Regions from separate parts of the Gossypium arboreum genome. Here region 1 is linked to region 2. The links are chromatin contacts, called in public Hi-C maps. All regions are on one chromosome and are shown on one strand. Each heading gives the region's core, a stretch centred on a gene start, on an enhancer-like site or on the middle of the called end of the contact. The rest is flanking DNA. Distances are from core to core; before and after follow the strand shown. Region 1 overlaps LOC108456877 (protein CASP). Region 2 holds the start of LOC108471242.

Region 1 (4,004 bases), core at 81-2,580, 390 kb before region 2:
TACAAGAAGATATATGAGGATGATATTAATCCCTTTGCAGCATTCTCAAAAAAGGTTGGTAAACTTGAGCTCCATTCATGAAATATGTAGCTCTGTCAGGTTCACATATATCATGCGATCTAGTTTGGTTTTGAACTTAGGCATGTAGAGTTCCCTTTGTTGTTTGATTCATCACAAATTTACAATATTTTAGAAGAGAAGAAACTGTGGGTGTTCACAGGCTTTTTTTTATTATATGAACTAAATCAGCTTAATTTTCTTAGTTACATATCTTCAAGCATAAATCAGATTTTATATTTGTGCCATACATTCCATCATACATGCAATGAATGATCTGATAATTCTGGTTTCTTTTGGAACAATGCTCAAATATTCTCTCTTTGCAAGTATCAAGACTGATTCAAAATAAGATGTCGATACACACCCTTGTACGTTGCTATGAGACATTTTTTTATCAGGCAAATATAAATGAAGAAGAATTGTCCTTGTAAAGCTTATTTTAGTTGGGAACAAAGTTGAACAGCCAAGAAATGCAAACTCTCAGCTTTTTACCATCCATGCCAACTCATATGAGAACATCAAAATAATCCAGTTAACATTTACATTCATGGAATCTTCGAGTTCAGGTCACATTTTTATTCATGCTGTTTGTTGGGCATAATAGAATAATCAGTTTCATTTATTACATAGGAGAGGGATCAAAGATACAAGGAGCTGGGCTTCAGAGACAGAATCACACTCAGCAGCGGACGTTTTCTTCTGGGAAACAAGTATGGTTTTGTTTCATCATCTATTGCATATACAGTGTATAGTATTCTTTATTTGGCAGGATCTCTTGTCCCATTTCTTGCATTTTTCTTTTCGAGTGTATACACATTTGTAAAGGTGGCAATCACGCTGGTAGATTTGGGGTGTCTAGCATTGTGAGGAGTTTAGGTCTCTGTCTTCTTTCCACTTCATTTTTTTTCTTGAGGATAGTCACTCTTAAGCGGGTGAATATAGGTTTCACGTAGGTTGGGTATGTCTTTAGTAGGCTCAACTTTTTTTCTCGTTTTACTTTGCAAACAGCAAACCGAATGGTAATTGGATCTGGGGTTTGTATCATTTAAGGCAGGATGATTGTGTAAGGTCGTTGACTTCATTCAAATGCTTATTATAGGTCAACTTTGGTCCGAGTGTCGTTCCCTGTCTACAAATGTGCATTTGTAAATGAGCAGAATTTCTATGTGCATGTACCTTTACATTCTTTTGGGTGTTATAGCCCTTGTATATATCAAATAAGAATAGTAGTAGCACATTTTTGTTGGGCCGTGGTTAAATTAATGTGGTCACCATTGTATAAGGGAGTCTGGAGCAATTCTCTCCGTGACGTGTGGACGCAATAATACCTGCTTGCTTAGAAAATTTGTTGATTTGCTAATGAAATACTTGGTTTGTAAGTGCAGGTATGCTCGAACGTTTGCATTTTTCTACACAATTGGTTTGCATATCCTAGTGTTTACTTGTCTATACCGAATGTCCGCTCTAAGCTACCTCAGGTGATAATGTGCCCTAATCATTAATATAACTAAGCCAGATTTCCTTTCAGATTAATCTGACTCCAAGTATTTTTTGTTAATGCAGCCATGGCTCTGAGGAAACTGCCGTCGTTGAGAAAAACTTGTACCGCCCGCGTGGATATTAGTGACATCTACCCTTAGCCATTTCTTCATTTATGGTTTGTTCTTGTGAGAAGAATATGGCATTGAAATTAAATTTACAAACTTAATAAACTGTACATGTAACACAATCATGTTATGTTCAAAATAGCTAATACTATACATCCCTGTCTTTCGATCTTAAGTTTTTGCTCAACTTGATTTTTTACGCCATTCTAATTCTAGTGCACGTATTTTTCTTTTAAAAAAATTGAGATTGTTGTCTTAAAAATGGAGGTGAGGAAATTCGATTTCAAAATTTTTCTTTTTGAGGAAAATGCCAGCTGATAATAATAATAAATTAGGGGGAAATACAAAGTCTTGAAACTCGGAAGAGAGAACGCAAAACAGCAGGTTGAAAAAACAAAACTATCGAAGAAATGAAAAGTCTGGGTAATCAAAGTCGCAAAGCTTCAGCCAAACATTTCCGTTCTTCACTGAGTAGACATTGAATCCAACCATTAGCTAGTTCAAGGCGTGTAACACCATACTTTTTACTTATTTTAATATTGGATTTATTTTTTTCTTCTTATTCGTGAATACTATAAGTGGGTGACCTTCACTGTTCTTTCTTTTCTTTTCTTTTCTGATGAGATTACTTTGGCTTCTTCACTCTAGCTTCTTTTCTTTTTTTCAATTCTTCATATTTTTTTCTTTTTCCTTAACGTTTCTTCTTCATTACTCTACTATTTAAACTTTAAACCCTTCTAGATTGAGGGTGGGTGAGGCAGAGCAGACGCTGCTATTCTGGGGCTGAAGAATCTGACGGCCTGATGGGTGTGGGACTGTGGGGCGTGAGGGTCACGGGTAGATTTAGGACATTAGCTTTTAGTTTTCGAAATTTTAAATTTATTTTCATTTAGTTTTTTCTGCTTTGGTCTCATAGTTGAAAAGAACCAGACTTTTTTTATTATTGGGTCGTTTTTCCAGCTTGACCTAACCCAGGGAGTTCAAAATTTCCAAAAGCCAGTTCGACCTGTTTTTCCTGATACTCGGTTCAAAAGGATTTTTTCTGTTGAACGGACCGGTACTTTTCCGGTTTTTTGTTCGACCGGCCGGTCTGGTTTGGTTTTCACAATATTAGTATTTAGCCTTTAACAAACATGCAACAAACGAGTTCAGATTAGCTAACAATCGCCAAGCTTGTTTTGCTAAGAGAGCAACATTAAGCGTTTATATTTTCATATTTATGAATTGGTTTGATCCTAATTAGAAGTTCTCAACTTTCAAATATGATAGATGTTGTTTCTATATTATTATAATATTTTTATTTGAGTTGGTGTAATAAGTTAATTATAAATTAAATTTGTGAATATTTAAAAGTTATTATTTAATAAACATCTTTACTATAATTAAATTATTGACTAAATTAGTGTCACAAGCAAGATAGCCAGTACTATACCAGTAGATTAATCACTTTTTGTTTGGGTACTAATGTCACGGGCCAGAGTTCAAAGCCCGTGACCATCGAACCGAATGCATCCGATGGAGGTCTATTACTTAGATGGAGATCATTTGGCCCACGACTTGGAGAAGCCTGTCAGATTGAAGCCTGGTTGGCCCGATAGCGAAGATATGGCAACTTAGGCAACTATGGTAACTAATCTTTAAAGATAGAGGGAATCATATCTTGTAAAGATTAGATAGGATTTGATATGGAAGTATCTTGTAAAATCCCTTAAATTAGGGGATTGGTTAATCTCGTCCGTCGATATAATTGTATCTTGACCGTCGGTTTTGGGGGAGCTCAAGTATAAATAGAGAGCCTCCCCCTCATTTGTACTCACTCCATTCATTGTTTCATTATTCTTTGTGAATAAGAGAATAGAGAGCATTTACTCAAACACTTTGCGAGCGTTCCTTTCTGTTGTTCTTTTTAAGCTTCTTTTGGCACAAGTTTGCTTCATTTGTCTGAGTTGGTGCTTTGGAGGAGTTCTTAAGGAATCCTCATTCGAGTAAAAAGTGACTTGGGCGAGTTTGGACGAAACAAATCGCTAAGGCCGCATGGTCTGAGACGAAAGGTCTAGCCCGTGACAAGTGGTATCCGAAATGTTGGTTCAAGGCCTTTGTTGGGATGTCGAAAGAAGAGTGCGGACAAAGGAGGGCAAGAAAAGGTTTGAGGAGATCTTTGTCGGCGATGAAGGAACGTGTGGATAAACTCGAGGATCCATGGAGGGCGTAAATGAGGCACTCGATGGGTTCGAGGGTCACATAGACAACTGGAAGGAACAGACCAGAGACTATGTAAAGATGTCTCTTAATTCGACCATGGATAAGGTAAATGAGTTATTTGATTCAAATAAAGAT
Region 2 (3,731 bases), core at 1,017-3,516:
TAACTTTTCCAGAATATTACCTTCCTTTTTAGTATATTGCATTGATCAGAAAGGTAAGTAAAGCTAAAAACATAAAAAATAAGTTATGCGTTGTCCAAAATGTACCTTCCTCGTTTAATATATTGGGTTGATCAGCCAAAAGTTGGTGAAGGGCACCCAGATCACCAGAACTGCAACATCAAGAAAGATCCATAACCATTACAAATCCATGAATTATAGAATGTAGTAAAAGAAATTCCCTTTTTTTTTTAATCAAGTTTAAATAAATTTAACAAACCAGGAAGCAAGTTAACAAAAAATCATATTTTCACGTGGAAAAAGTATAACTAAGCACAATTATTAGGATAACATCAAAAAATAACATCTCCATATGTCATTGCGTGGATTAAGATTATGAACATTCATTTCATTGTAATCCTACTCATTAAAACTGAAAATGGGCAAATAAAGTCCAATTGCCAACACTATTTAAAATAGGATTCTCTCAAGTAATTGTCATCTAGTTCATCCAAATAAATTCATGTTAGCAATTTTTAGAGATTACATGAGTCAACAAAAGAAGGTTTTCAAGAAAATATTATATTTTATAATGTCAAGGTTCTCATTACAAATTTACAAAAAAAAATAAAAACTTATTACCCTAGTTCCATGAAATAAAGATAGGGAGCTTATTTTCAAGTTCAAGGTGATGTTCGAGGGCTTACATGGGTATTATTCCATGTATTACATGACAAAAAGTAGGCAAGCTAAAGACATAGGCTATAGAAACTAAGTTTAGATGAACGTAAATTTTACTTATCATACTTCTTCAATCTAAAAAACAATCATGTTTTGCGACCACCATATTCTATTGGACTCATTAAGGGTGTCCAATCATTGATGAGGGGTGCAACACAGTGGGAATGAGTTCACCATACCCACCTTATCACCCAAATGCTTTGGCAAGGTGCCCTTGCACCTTACAGGGCTGCAGTTGAACCCATATGGAGCCTTTAGCAAGAAAAAAATAAAATAAAATACAACAATAGGTCAGTTTTATTGACATTTTTTAATTGCAAAAGCAAAATAATGAGTTCTCCTTACTTGGGTTTCAAGGCAAGAGCTGAAAGTGCAGAAACCAATGATGATTTAAGAAGGTACCTAGCAAATACAAAACAATCAGTCATTTAGAATCTTGCTACCTCAGAGTTTGACCAAAAGCCAATCAAAGCAAGTTGTTCAAACCACAGACAGTGAAAAGTGCAATCATGAAAAATCTAGGGAAACATAAATAGGTCCAAACACATTCCTACTTGCAGCATATTGAAAAGAATACATTCTCGGGAAATTTTTGAAAGAGGAAACAGTTAATTACTCGTCGTGATAGATTTCATGGAGAAGTACAAGCCCATCTATGCAATTTGTAAGAGTCGGTTTTACGCCAATTCTATGTTGCAGTTGTTTCTTGTTCATCTGATTAAAGCTACCTTTTGCTAGCTGTTTACCATCATGTTGAACCTTCTCAAGGGAAAGAACAACACCGCGAAAGTCCTCCCTGAAAATCTTTTTAAAACTAAAGTTCAAACCTAAGATTTAGCCTTGTTTGTTTGCCAGCTTCAATCAATCATTCAATGAATTAATCATAGTGTCATTTATATTCTCAAAAAGCAAATAGAAACAGAGACTTAAACACTTACATTGTATTTTTCATGGAAAGTAAAATGGTTTGCAAAGAATCCATCTGCTTTTGCATCACTGCAGCTTCCATTCCTCCAACACAATTTAAACTGGCATAGTTTTTAGAGTTTTGAATAATCTGATCACCAAAACAAAAAAACTGTTTTTTGAAGGAATTAAAATAAATAAACAAAATTTGGAAGAGAGAAACAAAGGGGATAACAGACCTGTAATCTGGAAATAATGGAAGAAGCATTTCGAAAGTGGGAAATTAAGCGAGATTGAAGGTCGTCCCATTTACTCATTTCATCTTTTGCTTTCTTGAATTTCTGCTGATATTTCTTTATCATAGTCTCCATCAATTATCGAGTGAATAATGATGGATATCAGGGTGGCGGCGGCAATCGGCAAAACATTACAAGGACCAGGTGGGTTTTGGAATAAAGAAGAGAAAATGTTTGAATTAAGCGGAAGGGCTGTGACTGCAAAAAGGAAATAAAAAAATCTGAAGCTACCCATGAGTTCTGGGTCTAAAAAAATCTGAAGCTACCCATGAGTTCTGGGTCAAATTCAAAGGTAGAAATGTATCCATGGGCCACTAGTTTTTGTCTTTGGTATTCATAAATATTTTCTTTTATATATTAATAGTCCTTTTTTAGTTTTTTTTTTTTTTCACGATCTTATTTTCGAATTCACATCCTCTTATATTGAAATAACATTTATATCAATTAAGTTAATAATTTAAATTTTTAATAATTGTACGAGTCAGGAACTATTTGAAAAAATATCAATCATTTGATTTGATTATTCAACCATGTGCTTAGTGATGTGTTAAATTTAAATTTGATTTTGATTTTCTCATGTTGTCTATACATTTTAATTATATTAATTGTACCTTCATTTGCTATTTTTCTCTTATCATGCTAATTTGTTTGTGGTATTGCATATTAAATTACGCTAAGGGTTGATTGGAAAGAAAGAGGAAATTGAGAAATAATAGTTTAGGGACTAAATTAAAAGGGAGTGAAATTAGAGGCTTTATGTCTTCATTTGCCCAAGGGCCTAAAAGCCTTCCTAGACCTTTTATATGGCGGCGGCGGTGTTCATATGGGCCTCGAATTGTTGTGAAGCCGATAACTTTGTTGTTTGAAGATTCGAATGAAGTACTACTATTGGGCTACTCTAAGTTCAAGCTTCCCAAAGTTGCAGTCACTATGGAGAACAAAAGCATTGAAAGCGCTTTACTGAACCCGTAGGAATAATACAAGCCTTTAAATAAGACTGTTTTTACATTTTATCATGAGAGGAAGCCATACACAACACTTATTTGCCCAAAATAACCCATCTGGCTATTTTTTTAAAGCCAGTTTCATTGCTTCGCTTAGTGAAAAGACTCATCTGGGAAGGGGACTTTGTAGTCAAATAACAGGTGCCTTTTTTGCAGTCAGAAAAATGGATAACTACAGCAAAAAACGAAGAGTTCTCTCATCTGCTTTATTCCTTCTGCATATTTTTCATGTTCACAAAAACACAACTTGTTAGGTTACCTTTAAATCATTAATTGAATTTTGAACTTATTGGTGCATAGGAGGTGGTGCCATGGGGTAAGCAACAGGGACAATGTAAGGAGGAGGGGAATGAGGATGGTGAGCAGGAGGAAGCATAACAGGAGTTCCTACAGCAGATCCAATATGCCCTGGAGCAGCAGCAATCGGCCGCCCAACAGGCGCTCCGTACATGCCTAAACCCGGCAAATGCGGATGAGCCCTGTGCTTCACTGATTGCCCTATGACCGCTGCACCGGGTGAATTTGTGTTAGCCTGTTGGCCGGTGATAGGCGCTTGATGAGATGTATCCCCATTGTTAACACTCGTGATGTCGTGGATGCTGGACCGCCGCCGGTCTCTATTCATCGAATTTAAGCGTATAAAATACTTTTGTGCATGGCTAGCCACCTGCGTCGGAGTTCTCGATATCACAAAGTTCCTTGAAATGCTTCTCCAATCTCCTTTCCCAAACTTGTCTAAACCAAGTAGAAATAACCTGAATAACACATGTAATGTTGCTTGTCACAT

What was found. A called contact is a pair of places that touch in the nucleus more often than the background predicts.
Region 1: a contact with region 2 is called in a Hi-C map of leaf, with 3 times the contacts expected there. The contact joins the enhancer-like site here to the promoter of LOC108471242 in region 2. A contact is called at or near these places in 3 of 5 Hi-C or Micro-C datasets (all in leaf).

What each region holds. Positions count from the first base shown.
Region 1 is chr9:45,771,912-45,775,915 of ASM2569848v2, reverse strand. It overlaps LOC108456877 (protein CASP), which reads left to right. Exons shown (of 19, transcript XM_017755607.2): 16 at 1-54; 17 at 691-770; 18 at 1,446-1,538; 19 at 1,624-1,842. The coding sequence ends at 1,684. Among protein-coding and RNA genes, the nearest start is that of LOC108456877, 17 kb to the left of the region's middle. Within about 2 kb of position 1,330, at least 2 of the 2 cell types and tissues checked have an H3K27ac peak or open chromatin away from gene starts, as enhancers often do. A contact at or near this core is called in leaf, where this site is marked.
Region 2 is chr9:45,382,996-45,386,726 of ASM2569848v2, reverse strand. It overlaps LOC108471242, which reads right to left and starts at 2,266. Exons shown (of 7, transcript XR_008270933.1): 1 at 1,884-2,266; 2 at 1,677-1,816; 3 at 1,355-1,552; 4 at 1,084-1,140; 5 at 922-990; 6 at 106-170. It overlaps LOC108472670 (transcription factor MYBS1), which reads right to left. Exons shown (of 2, transcript XM_017774223.2): 2 at 2,874-3,699. The coding sequence ends at 3,231.